2 separate regions of the Triticum aestivum genome follow, and region 2 is linked to region 1. Evidence: chromatin contacts called from public Hi-C data. All regions are on one chromosome and are shown on one strand. Each heading gives the region's core, a stretch centred on a gene start, on an enhancer-like site or on the middle of the called end of the contact. The rest is flanking DNA. Distances are from core to core; before and after follow the strand shown. Region 1 holds the start of LOC123070208. Region 2 holds the start of LOC123070211 (probable isoprenylcysteine alpha-carbonyl methylesterase ICMEL2).

Evidence for each region. A called contact is a pair of places that touch in the nucleus more often than the background predicts.
Region 2: a Hi-C map of leaf shows a contact between it and region 1, with 7 times the contacts expected there. The contact joins the promoter of LOC123070211 here to the promoter of LOC123070208 in region 1. A contact is called at or near these places in 5 of 5 Hi-C or Micro-C datasets (leaf, root and an unstated tissue) and 1 of 1 datasets of contacts at active chromatin or transcription factors (leaf).

The regions. Positions count from the first base shown.
Region 1 is chr3B:430,926,383-430,933,205 of IWGSC CS RefSeq v2.1, reverse strand. LOC123070208 reads left to right here and starts at 1,878. Exons shown (of 9, transcript XM_044493283.1): 1 at 1,878-2,136; 2 at 3,300-3,411; 3 at 3,515-3,597; 4 at 4,298-4,423; 5 at 4,524-4,644; 6 at 4,745-4,829; 7 at 5,252-5,365; 8 at 5,453-5,492. The coding sequence starts at 3,324.
Region 2 is chr3B:431,248,657-431,256,485 of IWGSC CS RefSeq v2.1, reverse strand. It overlaps LOC123070211 (probable isoprenylcysteine alpha-carbonyl methylesterase ICMEL2), which reads right to left and starts at 5,011. Exons shown (of 11, transcript XM_044493286.1): 1 at 4,504-5,011; 2 at 3,540-3,616; 3 at 3,177-3,327; 4 at 3,020-3,094; 5 at 2,810-2,911; 6 at 2,258-2,395; 7 at 1,461-1,526; 8 at 1,243-1,383; 9 at 78-168. The coding sequence starts at 4,922.

The DNA.
Region 1 (6,823 bases), core at 629-3,128:
TGGAGCCCGACTATGATACTCGGTTCAGGAGGACCGACAACTACACAGAGACGGAGGATGTGTGCTTAGTTAAAGCATGGGAAAGCATCTCTCTTGACTCCATCACCGGCAAGGATCATACTTATGGAAACTATTGGCAAAGGATCGAACACAACTTTCATCAAATGATGCCATTCCCATCCGGCCGGAGCTTGGAAGGGCCTTCAAGGCCGTTGGGACACCATCAACAATGCTTGCTCCCGTTGGTACGGATTCTTGGAGCAAGTGCGGAGTGCAAAACCAAGTGGCTCCACTATTGGTGATTATGTGAGCATTTCATCTTTAAGTCCCTAGTCGTGTGCATAGGAAGATTATGAGCTCACAATTTTCTCAATGTTTATGTGTAGGATTGCATCGCCAATGAGTACTACAAGAAAATCCCGGCCTCCAATGACCGGTCATTCAATCTTCAACATTGTTGGAAATGGCTCCGGGATAATGAGAAGTGGAGGGTGAGGGACAAGGAATCCCCTCCAAAGAGAGGCATGAAAGTGGAGGTTGTGGATGATGATGATAGTGATGATGCACTAAGAGGAGGAAGAAACAAGGGCAAGACAGATGGAAACAAGAAGGAGAAAGCAAGAGTCAACGGGACTTCCGAGGCAATCGGTTTGAGGGATCAAATTGATGAGATGGCGAAGATGAAGGAGGCTATGCTAGCCAAGCATTGGGATGCAAAAGTTGCCATGGCCGAGAAGAAAGAGAATCACAAGGAGGAGAAATGGCAAAAGAGATGTGCCTTCGAGGAGCGCAAGCTCTTCCTAAGGAGCAAAAGAGGAAGGACGAGATGACCGCCGAGGAGGACGGTTCATGATGATGAATCCGGAGGGCATGGACGCAATGGTAAGAGAATTTTGGGAGCTGAAAAGAATGGAGATCATGCTCCGGAGGAAGGTGGAGCTCCAAAATCTTATGGCCGGTGGTCGTGTTGGGTTTGTAGGGGGCTTTTATTTCGGCAATGGTGGTGGTGGCTTCGGCATGGGTGGTGGCGGCGGTGATGGTGGCTTCGGCATGGGAGGTGGTGCTTTGGCAAGCCAAGTGAATGGTGGTGATGGTGGTCGTGCTCAATTTTCTGGTCCAAGAATGATGGTGATGGTGGTGCGAGCTCTCCGGTTCAAGTTCATGGAGATGATGGTGCGAGCTCCCCGGTTCAAGTTCATGAAGATGGTGGTGCGAGCTCTCCGGTCAATTTGAATTATGGTGATGAAGGTGTTAGGGGCGGTGTTGGTGGCGACGTTCTTCGCAACATTGAGAATGTTGCTTGATTGATCTATGTCGTTTGAACATATTTTGCCTTGTTCTATTGCGCATTCATGAACCTAAACTTGATACCTCATTTGTTGCGCATGATTTTGGAGGTGATGAACTAGTATGATGATCAATTAGTCATGTATATATATGATGATGAACTTGTCTTGACGAACTTGATAAATATGTGCTTATTATTGTATTTGCGAGAAAGCGAGCCCTCCAACACGAAATAGATCCCGCAAACGCGTCCCGTGAAACATTTGTAAATAGATCGAAAGTTTAATTGAGGGTGCGCAGATCTGGCGTCGCACTGCAGAGAGATCTGGTGCGGTTTGCTTTAGCTCCTCCTCCCCACTCGAATTTCCCCCCTTTTTACTCGTGGTGTACGTCTTTTTATCGGTCACAGAAAAAGAAAAGAAAAGAAAGGAAAAAGGGGCATCTTGTCACTTGGCACCACGGAACCCTTCAATGTTGCGATGTCGCCCCTGAACTGTCCGTCGATAGTCGCGGGCCCCCCGCACTGGTCGCTTTCGTGGCGTGTGGGGCAGTGGGCGTTCGTCATAACGACATAACCAATGGCCTGCATTGCAAAAGAAAAGAAAAGAAAAAAAATCAGAGGAGAAAAAAAAGAAGGGGAGGAGAAGGAGACAGCAGGCAGGGAGGGGGTCAGTCTTCTTCCTCTCTCCCTGTGCTGCTGCTGCCTTTGCGTCGGAGATTGCCCAAGTCTAGATTCGAGGAGGGCTGGCTCCCTCGCCCTCCCTCCCTCTCTCTCCCCTTCCCGTGGCTCCACTGTATCGGAATCCGCGACCGGCTCCGTTCCAAGCGGCCCTGGATTATTTTACGCAGGTTAGGTTTTGCTGCTGCCTCTGCTTCTCACCAGTTACTAGTACTACTCATCTCCCTTGGTGTTCTCTTCTCTTCTGTTCTGTAGTGGAGCTCTACTTCATTTGACTTCGCTAATCCCCACACCCGATTTGGCTCCCCGCACTGCACACAACCGCCCCGCTTGCTGCCGCCCCCGCCACATGACCCCCCAAGATTGTTTGGCCATGAGCTCAAAGTTTCAGCTCACTGGCGAGAGAGACAATAGATGATGAACATGTGCGATGCGAGGGGGATACTGAGTGCTGTGGGACTAGGCCGTGCCTGACTTATGGTGGAATTCGTTAGGGTCTCTCAAGATCCTCGCCTCCTTGCGCTCATGTCTTCCTTTACCGCCGGTTTTCAGCTTGTGGCTAAGCAATGTCGCCAAGATTCGCCTCCTTCCCCTCAAGTAATTCACCTCATTATTGCCTCCTCGGTGATTTGTTTCAGACCTAACCTCGCCCTTCAACTTGTCTAGAACAAAACCGCAGCTGCCAAACGGTTCCCACCTTTTGGATTTCACTCCTTGAGATTCATACAAGCTTGATTAGTTCTATTTCAAATGCTCAGTAATCAGTCCGCGTAGTTGGTCTAGCTGTTTGTGCTTCTAATTTGTTTCTGCCTATTTGAGCGATCCTGATCTCTGCCCAATTTGACTCTATGGCCTCTGCCAGTGTGCTAGTTAGAACATTGTACATACGGCCATCAAAGTTGTAAATGGCAAGGAATTGATTAAATTATTGCAGTACGAAATAGGGAGCAGGGCAAAATAATTGAAGTTCTACATTTCCTCGCAAAAAAGTAAAATAAAATTTGAAGTTCTACATTGGGGCTTTATTTGTTTTAGGACTACCTACATTGTTGAAATCGTTGTATCTATATACGGCCTCTTTCTTTAAGGAAGACCTTCTGTAACGTTTTTCCCATGTATCTTTTTATTTTGTTCCAACCAAATCATGTCACTGATATCTGCTGTAATTTCACAAACCATCTTCCTTTTATTATTCCACTGCTATTAAAGCTGTGATGGTGACTGCCTTAATATGTTTTTTCTGTCTCCTTTTTGGGGTATACTTCTATTTTTATATGCATAACGTGGTTTTATAAGAGCTTAGGTTTGTTTCTTATCCTGTGTTTGGTTATAGGGTCCTGATTTTGTTGCTGGAGGAATGTCCTCAGCCAGCTCTTCTCAGTTTCCAGCATCAACAGAGCGAGAATCTACAGCTGCTAATGATAATGCAATACCTCATGATCCAGGTGATAACAAGCATATTCTCGTATCGTATCATCTCTCTACACTGAACACCTAGTAAGTTGTAGCCATCTTCACCTGTCAATCTGATCTTCGTGGATTTTGTAGGTGCTGATTCTGCTGGACCAGCACAAAGCAGACTTTCGCTTCAGTTGGATCAGCGGTCATTACATTTTTCTGTTAATGCTTGGGTAAATGGCTTAAATGGACAGATGTACTTTGTCAGCAATTACTGTATCACATGTAATTTTTCTATATGTATGTCAACATCAATCCTTGCTGAATATCTTAGTCTTGTCTAAGTTGGTGCATCTCTTAAAAGTGTCAGATCCATCTCAATCTTGTACTCCACCAGATAACTATTTTTAGGCTTACTTGAATGGAGTGTAAAACAACAGCTCACTTCTGTAAGTGAGATTAATCAGACTAACTGCTAGTCCGAGCATATTTTGCTTTAGCCAAGCCTGCATGCTGGTCTTCATGAAAATACCTTCATCTTGACCCTTCATTTGCCTAATGGAAGTTTAGTTTCAAACAAAATCATAAGCGAATGGATGGTCAGGATTATTACAGAATTAGGCATATGTGAGAGCAGATTAACACAGTGTTTTAAGTTTTGTTTCGCCAAAACACCAGTAGTCAAGGATGATTGGTCCTTGGTTTTTGTACAAACAAGATCTTAGTGCCCTCCCTGCGTAAATTGAACTAAACCATCCGTTTTATACTTTATAGTATCAGTTTCCCAACTTTTGATAGTACCTACGTTAGTCTGTGGAACGTGTAATCTTGTATGCTTTCTTTTAGCTTGCATGCATTATGATGAGCAACGGGAGATTTTTTGTTGATGTGTGCAAATCACATTTTCTTTATCATACACACTTCTTTTTATAGGTTCTTATTGTTGCGTTGATCGGCATCATTCCACTGGCAACACGACAACTGCAACTCAAGGGATATCGTTTGTCACTTCTTGGCACAACCTGTACCACAGGTTATGCCATATTTGCTCTTTATGGGGTCAGTAACATGAAATCGAGTGTGGTATTTACTTTTTTTTATTCTTCCTCCCACTTCAGATACCCTGCACAACTTAACTAACATTTACCCTTCCTATCAGCTACCCAGAGTAGGGAACACACAGGCTGTTCAGGCCTGGTGCCACCATGTAACTTCATCAAAGGATTTTATTCCATTCATGTACTGCCTTATGTTTGTTACATCTAAACTACACTTGAAGCGTAAGCATATGAAGTATTTAATCTTTTAGATCAAAATTTTCATGTTACTACCCAAACGTCTCAGCTTTCCTGCACATGATGAGTTAACCCTTTGTGGCAGTTGTTTTGGTACCGGTAATTTGCTGGGCACTTGAACATGTGGCCAGATTTCTACGGCGCCATTTTACCAATTCCTCTCTCTACAGGTAAAATGAACCTGACAGACTTGTAGGCACAACATGTTTTGCCTTCTATGCATACACAGTGCATGCTATCATTCCAGCTTTGCGCATAAAGAATCAATAGCTTAGGCATGATCTCCATACCCATTAGGTTATTATCTTGGCTTTTTTTGTTATATGCTTTCATCTCTCTGAGCCTCAACCCCTGAAAGTACTCTTTGTTGCCTTTTTGTGCAATGGCTAACAGACCACATGAGCAAGCCCTGGTCCATCAGTAGTCAAACACAAAATAGAAATGTTTTATTTGTATTAAAATTGCATGGTAACAAGCCGATAAATGCAGAATAGTCATTTTGTATGAACTGAATCTGCTATCAGTTTACAATATTTTGCCCGTTGAACATGCTGGCAAAATGGATTATAACTGTCGTGTTGCTAATTTGTAGGGCATACCTGGAGCCGCTTTGCACATGGGTGGAGGCAAACACAACTGCAGTCAACTTTCTGATTGCAAATGCAGAGATTTTGTTGGGCTTTCTTATGATCTTATCCCTGTTCTCGTCAGTAGGCCTGCCTTGTTCATTGTCATTAACTCCCTTCCAGTGGCCACTTAACCTTGCATTTATATTTTTCTTTTACTTTTGTAGGAAACAACGCAATGCTATGCAAACATTCATGTACTGGCAGGTTAGTTTCTGATTAACATCGATTGGCTTCGCCAAATGATCTTTCTTGTTTACTGTTAACTGGGTTGTTGGCTTTTTCACACATAATACTATGATCTGTAAATTCTACCATCACACTAAAATTGTCCAATCAGCTTTTGACAATAGTAAGCTCTCACTGAGTTCTACAACACATTAAACATTTATCACACTTACTTTTGTAATGCGTTTGTATTGACCCGCATATCACCTATACTGGTATAATTACAGTAGGATACTGGCCTGGACCGCAGGAGGGGGGATGGTACCTCGTCGGCAGTCGGGCCTCAGGGGAAGGAGGACTCAAGGAGGGAGAATTGGGATTAGATTGGTTTATTTTTTGTTTGGTTGTTCCTCATGGCCACGTCCTATTACGTAGGGATGTCCACAAACTCCTTTAATATAAGGGAGGGGAAGCTGATTGCACGGAATCCTAAGAGCATCTCTAGCAGATCCCATAAACAGATCACCTGTAAAAACAGTATACAGGACCCTCTAAAACGAATTTACGGTACCTCGAGGCATTGGGCAGAACAGATCCCGTAAACTCGTACCGTAAAAGTTTTTTCTTCCTTTTCTCCTCACGCTTCTTCTTACCCGAGACGCACGTATGGGCGAACTCGAACTCTGGCCGGCCAGAACGGCGCCGCTCCGGCCCGTAGCCTGCTCCGGTGACACTCCGGCCAGCCACCGGCGAGCTCCTCCGCCTGCTCGCTGCTCGCGCGCGGCGTTGCAGGCCCCCTGCTCCGGCATTGACCGGTTTTACAGGACCCTCAAAAAACGGCTCAAATCCTTCATATATGATGGATGGAAGCTCTAATATACGGTAACCTGCAATTTTTTTATGGGATATGCTATTTTACAGGATCTATTCGGTACGTTTTTTTCAGCCTGTACCGTAAATCTGTAGGTTTGACCACTTTTACGGGATTTGCTAGAGATGGCCTAAGAGCATCTCCAACCGGACCCTCCATTTTGTCCCTATATGTCCGGTCGGACAGCCCAGACAGGAGAGAGAAGGAAAAACGTCACCCAACCGCACCCCTCAAATCGCCCTCATATGTCCGGGCTGTCTGCGAACCCTCAATATGAGGGTGTTCGGGCATGTCCGAGCTGTCCACCATGGCCCAACCTGGATGTAACGCCCCGGCCAAACCCACCGGTTCCTGTCCGTTGTGCCTGGCTACCACCTAGGATCTAGATTGGCTTCACAGACCAACACTAGTCTTTCCTGTGCACTTTGTCGCGCACCAGGGATCAACTTCCTGGTCGGTCACTCATCCTCAAATTGCTCCAAGTCAAGCACGCTCAACT
Region 2 (7,829 bases), core at 3,762-6,261, 320 kb before region 1:
TTGGACTTTACAGATATAACTACTATAATATACTATGACACAAAAAATGATTCATTATCGACATCCACATTTATCACCTGTATAAATATATCTGTATGTGTTTTCCCTTCGTACAATAATAATGTGGCCTGGGCACCAACTTGTTGAAGGACGTCTACAAAAGTTCGACTGCACATAAAAAGCAGAGTAACTTCTATCGTGAAATTGGGAAACATTATGTCAGTTAAACAAGGGAGCAATCAACTAAATATCAATCCAAGTAACAGGCAATAGATCAACCTTGTAGGCTTGCACTAGAAGCAGCAAAATATAAATGAGTAGAAAGTCAAAAAGAATTCTCAGACGTAGTATTATTGTTACAGGTGAAATAGTTGACACTTAATGCTGCACATGTAAAACCAGAGAGAATATTCATGTCTAGTCAGTTAATCCCCAAACTTGCCAGTATTTTGACAAATATACTATCATCTGGACTTCTGGAGTTTAACAAAGAGTGGTGTATGAATAGTTCTGCTATTGTTCCTATCAAAGAAAAGTGTGAATATACCTTTCAACTTTGCAAACTTTATGTACAGTTTTGGTTTTAATATACTTCATCTTCAACAATTACCTTGGTACTAAAAGAGATGCTAAAAGCCTAAAAGTGGAGAAGGAAAGACCATGACATTTAACTTAGAAAAGTTTGACGCTGTGACTGCGAAAGGGTATGTTACCTTACCCCAGCTTGGTTTATTGTTTCATGAAATCCAACTAGAGTATTTTCTGTAGCCTTTTCAACTCACTGAAGTTGTATACTGTAAATTGAAATGCCAAGGCGAGATATCCTACACAACCTTGGTTTATTGTTTCATGAAATCCAACTAGAGTATTTTCTGTAGTCTTTTCAACTACTCCCTCCGTTCCTAAATATTTGTCTTTTTAGAGATTTCAAATGGACTACCACATACGGATGTACATAGACATATTTTAGAGTGTAGATTCACTCATCTTGCTCCGTATGTATTCACTTGTTGAAATCTCTAGAAAGACAAATATTTAGGAACGGAGGGAGTAGATCAGAAGAACAGACAGTGACTAAACTAAGATGCCAAGGAAAGTTTGTTTTAATAAATTGAGATGCAGATGAACTTGCACAGTAAAAGAATTTCCTTTTACCACGACATCAAGAATTTTTGGAGGGTAGGTGGGTATGGTTTGCCCTTCATTGTGTTAAATAAACATCTGCAGAAGACATAAACAAACCTGGCAGACGATGGTATTGAATAATCATCTGTTCCATGCATAAGAAAGATACGAGGAAGTAGAGCTATGGTCCGGGTACTCGACTCCTTGACAACAATTTCAGGAGAATAACGTGACAATGCTTCTTCTCCCTCCATTATACTGAAACAGTAATTGTGCTTGGTGTCAGTATCAATTTATTATTAAATAGATGGATCAAAACATAGTCATATTACTACCTGAGAAATATTGAACGGTTCAGACCACGCTGATGGAAATGGTCGACCAAATTATGGATGTTGTATCTGCAAAATATTACTGTTACTGAACCATGTCGAGTGTCCACCATTATACATCCGAAAGGAAACATAAAATATTGGAGGTCAAGTTTTATTTGTAATCCAATGAAAAAGAAATATCACAATATATATTTCAAGATAACTTTGAAGTACAAATCTATCAAACTCCATGTGACATTGGAATATGATGGTGTCCTCTTTGTAGACTAGAAGCAACTGGGACTAGGTGAAGGAGTTTGGTAGTGGCGTCATTCCAAAAATTTGGACCAAACTATTATTGTAATTACTGGCAGAGGAGAAGTTGGAAAATTTATAAGGTCTTCTAAAAGACAATCTATACAGCCATCTGGTTGCAAATACAAAGACAACAATTGGTTTGGTTTTACTATTTTAAGTCTAGCTCTCATATTGATACGTTCGAATTAGTTCAAATCCAGAACATACAAAATATGATCACTGCAATTACTTTTTGAATACACAAAAGGGCAACCTAATGTGTACCCAGTATCTGGCCAAATATCTGAAGTCAATATCTTCCAGGAGCAATCACTCAAATATTCTGTGAACAATATGAAATTTAACCTTTGGTTATGGGTTTTAAGGAGTATTCTAAAACCAAAACCCCTAAAATGTCATCACAGCTTACAGGAGCTCTGATGCTTGTACTATCTTAAGTTCCACAAGTAGTTGAATAGTCATGCACAAAAGACTAACCAGCAAGGAACCTAAGATCTCACCCTCCAGATAAACCAAAGTATGCCTTGATTTGTGTAACACTCCAAGAAATGGGCTGTCCGCTAGACTCTTTTACTGCCTGTTCCATTAGGGCACATGCTGAAATATGTGCTCCTGCTGACTGACCCATCAAGTAGATCCTACAAGTTTATCGTAAAATCAACTAGGTCATACAGAGTTATGATAACTGAAATGCCGTGCATATACAAACATCACTATGGTGGAAGGTATCAGTAATGATAATAAACAGAATGATGTAAATATATGCCATCAACATAATGCAAAATGACATGTAAATATTTATAAAACTTAAGCTAGCACAAGGGCTTTAAGTAAAGTTCTAAGAAGTGTCCAGTGTATAAAAAGAGGTCAAGTTTCCTGAATAATTCATCAATAATTTGTGGCTATCTAGCTGACAATCATCGGTTAACCGAATCATGCATCTTCTTAAGCAAATGACATGAATTGGCACGTAAACTTAGCCTAAGGGAAAAACTGCTCTTTGTGGTCATTCAAAAGTCACTTTCGTACACACAAAAAAATGGTTATCTTACTGATTAGGATCACCTCCATAACTAGCAATGTTGTTACACACGAATGAGATCCCCTGAGAAGCATCGCTAACCATGTCACTTATTGTTCCTTGAGGAAAATTTCTGAAAATAGACGTGTGAATATTGTGTCAAGCAAATAAAAAGTGAAACAATTGTTTCATATTATTAACAAAATAATATGGAGTGATTTCAACGGAAATCAAGCAGCACCTGTAATCAATGCAAGCAACTATGATTCCTCTCTCAGCCAACCGCCTGCCAAGAAGGGCACCCCATGCCTTGTAACTGAATTTCGAGCAAGGTTGTCAACAAATGAAGTCGCCGTGAAGGATTAACGGAATGCGTAGTTGCAAAAATATCAGCTCACCCAATAATCCAGGCCCCACCAGTTACAAAGGCCACCACGGGACAGGGTCTTCTATTATCTTTGGGTATATACAAATCTAACCTGTTTCTCGGTTGTTCTCCATAAACTATACTTCTACGAACCTGACTTGAAAAGAAATAGTAATATCCAACTGCAGTAAGAAAAGAATGTTTTCAGAATGCTATAGGATATCGATGATACCATATTCTAATGAAATGAGCCAACAATCCAAGGGTCCATTCAAGAAGCAGAAGACCTCATGAACATCAGAAATAACAAAGAATATCCATCCACATGCTCCTTGATGTGCATAACAAAAACTAATAGCGCAATCCCTGAAATGGTAACCTGTCTGCAATATACCTTGCAAAAAACCTGGCATAAGTAGAATGGCATAGACTGCAAGGGCAAGAAGCTGCCTCATCCAGCGGTAACCTAACCTGAATAATAATAAAATTAGAACGGGAACAGAAAAATATCAACAGTGATTCTATTCATCACTACATTCTGACAAAAAGGGTGAAAATTGTCAGTGAATCTTAACCTATCAAGATGGACGTAGTTTTGAACTACAATAAGGGCAAGAATTTGCATGGCCTCCCCATGCCATACTTCAAAATAAATTTCCTTAATATATTCCCAGCAATTTTCAGTACGGACTCATAATGCAGCATCAAAGGGATACAAACACAATGAGCACACAACCTGGCTTTGCGCCGCTAGGATGCACACAACCAACTACTCTAGTGAATACATGACAGGCTTATTTATGTTTCAGCAGAACTGCTTGCAAGATCGTCCCCCCGATGCATCTCTTGGAGACGGTTATGACAGAAATAGCTGTATTGTTGTAGTAGCAAAGATGCGAAACACGATTCTAAGGCAGATAAAAGCGATCCCCTCCTTGTTCCGTCTTTTACAACGAAAAGGGCCAAGATCTTCAAATCAAGATGGATACAGGTTTTTTATTTGTTTCTGAACAAATGGTTTGTTATGCAAAGACAAAGCCCGCACGACAGGGAAACAGTTATGTGGTCCCCGAAGCTTAATTCTAGTCCATGTCCCTCACGCAATTGCGTGATCAAACAACCTTGTGGAGTTGGCTTCTCCATAGGGATTGATATGAAGCTGCCTTGGCAACTCAGCCATCTCAACGACCTCCGGGCATAAGGAAGTTTCCAAGTAGAACTGAAATTTTGGGTCGCTACAGGAGCATCAAAACCATCACCACTACCGTGCGTGTTGCATCATAGCGATCGCCCTCGAGTTGGAGTGCCTCGTGGCGATTGAGACAGTGGAGTAGCTAGCGAGGAATTTCGGTGATTACCCGAGGTACTGGAGCAGGGTGAAGGTGAGGCGCGTGACGAGGTAGGTCTCGGAGGCGGCATGGCCGACGTCGTGGCGGAAGGACGACTGCCTCCTGGGGCCGGCCGAGCCCTGGGGCCTCGGGGACGCGGACTGCACGGGCGACGAGCGGCGGCGGCCGGCGGAGTCGCTCCGCGGGAGGAGCGCGTCCGCCTCGCGCGCGTCGTCCCCGGAGGGGGGAAACTGCATTGCCATTGCGTGGCGAAGGCTCGGGAAGGTCCGCCGGGCGGTTGGGAGTGGGAGATTCGAGTTGGTGCGGAAGAATGGAGCGGGGAGGAGGGGCGCGCCTAAATAGGAGGAGGAGGAGGCGGGCGGGGAGCGCGAGCGCGAGTGCGTGGCGTGGAGGGACGCGTGGGGGAGGCGGGGCGAGCGCAGCAACATGCCGCAAATCCTCGTTTGCCTCCTTGCTTCGCCATTCTTCCGGCGTGGGCGGACTTTTGCAGGCTGAGAACTGGGAACCGGACGAGGCTTTCGGTGTCCAAGGTAGTCGAGTTGGATACAGCAACACGAATGCTGTGACACTGTCGAAATTCGAAAAATTATTTACTCGTGGTAGGAGTACTACTCATCGTGCGTTATGGTCAGTTGGTCACACACAGAGCATATGTCCTTTGCCAGCAAAAGGATGCGTAGAAGGCTCAATGATGGATGACGAGCACAGCACACGACGCTGGGGAGGCTCAGGCCCCAGCAAGGAAATCTCTTCCGTTATTAGAAAATTAGAAATTTGAAAGAAAAAAAATGAAACGATGACAACAAACACGAGAGTGTGTACCTAAATGGCCCGATGATGCAATTTTTTGTATGGGCTAAAATGATTGGTGAGTGGTGTACCGTGGTAGGGCCGCGTATATGATTGTGGCGTGAGGCAGGGGAATCTTTGCAGGTTCTAGAGCTTCGTTTGCGGTCTCTGGAGCGAGGCGTAGCTGGCTTTAGGGTGCGGCTGTGAGGTGAACGCCGCTGCCGTCCGCGTCCGGCTCGGTGGGCCCGCGATTACGTGTCGCCGCGCCACGCGTTAGAACCCAAGTGACTTTGCTCCTAGTTCCCGACACGGCTGGCCGGCTGATGCGACTCATTGGAAACGTGACGCTTCACGTGGCAAAAGGCACAAATTTAATCTCACGAAACTATTTCACAAACTAAACCGTTTTTAAAAATATTTCACCGAATTAACCTTTAATGTGCAGCGTCTGATAGATGCGGCGCCTAACACTCAGGCGTCATAGTGCAGCGTCTACATGTAAGGAGCTGCACAGTAGGGTGCAACGTCTTACTATCGGGCGCTGCACAAAAGGGTCAACGATGTGATTTTTTTTTAAAACAGTTTGGTTTGTAAAACACTTTTACTCTGAGATCAATTTTGCCGCTTCACTTTCCTCGAACGAATTCCTCAACAAGCCTGGACCCATAATCTTGGGATCCTTGTAACTTTAGAACGTTCGTTTATGAAGGTAGCACATAACGATTATGTGACAGTTTTAGTTTTGATAAAGTGGTGAGGGATGGCATTCTTTTCAGAGAATATATCAGTTTCTTCTTGAAAATAATTTTCATTTAAAAATTGTCCCTGTTTTATCTCTTATCGAAATTTAGGGTCTGTTTGGTTGAAGACTAGTGTGGCCAAGCCAAAGTGTGGCTAGCCACACAAATATGGCAAGCCACACAAGTGTGACTAAGAAATTGGACGCCAAACTTTGGCAAAAGTTGGTAAAAAAATTGTCTCTTTAACAAGTGGGCCATAGGGGCAATAAAGTGTGGCAAGCCAAAGTGTGACAAAAAACCAAACACATGCTTGTCAAACTGTGGCTGCCAAATTTTGGCTTGGCAAACTGTGGCCGGGAACCAAACAGCTTCTAAAATTGCCATCACACATGGTTCACTGCCACCCCTCTCCCAGTGAGCGAACGTAGGTAACATTACCGCAACTTTGTCCTCTTTTGCACGCAGGAATGGGGCACGTAGATTTTCAGCCGCCGATCTACGTTAATATTTAAAGGACATGACTAACATCCTAACGTTTGGAATTTAGGGGACATATCCGGACGATCCTTTCTATCTCCCTCACACGACCTCCCATGTATGCATGCATGCTTTTCTATTTGTGTTTTCATCAATCCTTGTTTAATTAAAATCTTCTAATTACATCCATGTAGAAAAAACGAAATAGATGATGTCAGCAGATTCTTTTTGGAGATTGAAAATCAAAATGTTTTGTAGCTCAAACCATCGGCCGTATTGAAAAATTGTCTTCACATAAAAGATTCATCGCAACGAAACCTTTGAAACTAGATCCCATGTTGATATGTTCTAATGGTTTTTTTCGGGTAAAAATTTACCACGCATGTGCTACTTAAGTTATCACGACTGTGACACACAGTTACCAAGCTGTTTTCATAGGAAATACCGGGCATAAAAAGATGGTATTTTAACTTTTCTTCTCATGTGCACATGCATATATGCACTAGACGACAAAACTATGATGTTATCCAAGATTCTCCCTATTTCAAAATTTTAAAATATTTTGTAGCTCAAATTGTCACTTAGATCGAAAAACTATTTTCACATACAAGATCCGTCAGGAGAGATCTTCGAAACTAGACCCTGTGTTAGTATGTTTCGACAGACTTTTTTCAGAAAAAAATACCACGCATGTGCTACGCAAGTTATGATGCTAGTTGAGCGTAAGTTATCATGTTGCTTACGCAGAAATTATTGAGGCATAAAAAATGATTTCTTCAACCTTCTTCCCACATGCACATGCGCTAGCCCTAGAGAACTGAAAATGCTAATGTCAGGGAGGATTCCACCAAAATTTAAAAAAATTAAAATATTTTGTAACTCAAACAGCCGCTCTGGTACAAAAACCATTTTCACATGAAAAATCGCTGCGACAAGGCCTTCGAGACTAGATCTCATGTTGGTATATTTCGACAACTTCTTTCGGTCAAAAGGTTATCAGGCGTAGACTAAGTTTATTAACTCCGTTGTGTGTATATTACCATGATATTCACACACGAATTACCGAAGGGTGTTTTTTAACAAGTCCCTCCCCCTCCCGGTCAAAAGTTATCACGTCTGGACTAAGTAAGTTATCAACTTAGTTGTGCATGTATTTTCAACAACAAAAATCATGGGTCAAAATTATCGCCATGTTTGTACATAAGTTATCAGGTTCGTGAGCCTGTGTTACCATGTTATTTACAGAGTATGTTTTCAATAACTTTTTCCCACGAGTCAAAAGTTATTGTGGTGTTTGTACATAAGTTATCAGGTCCGGGAGCATGTGTT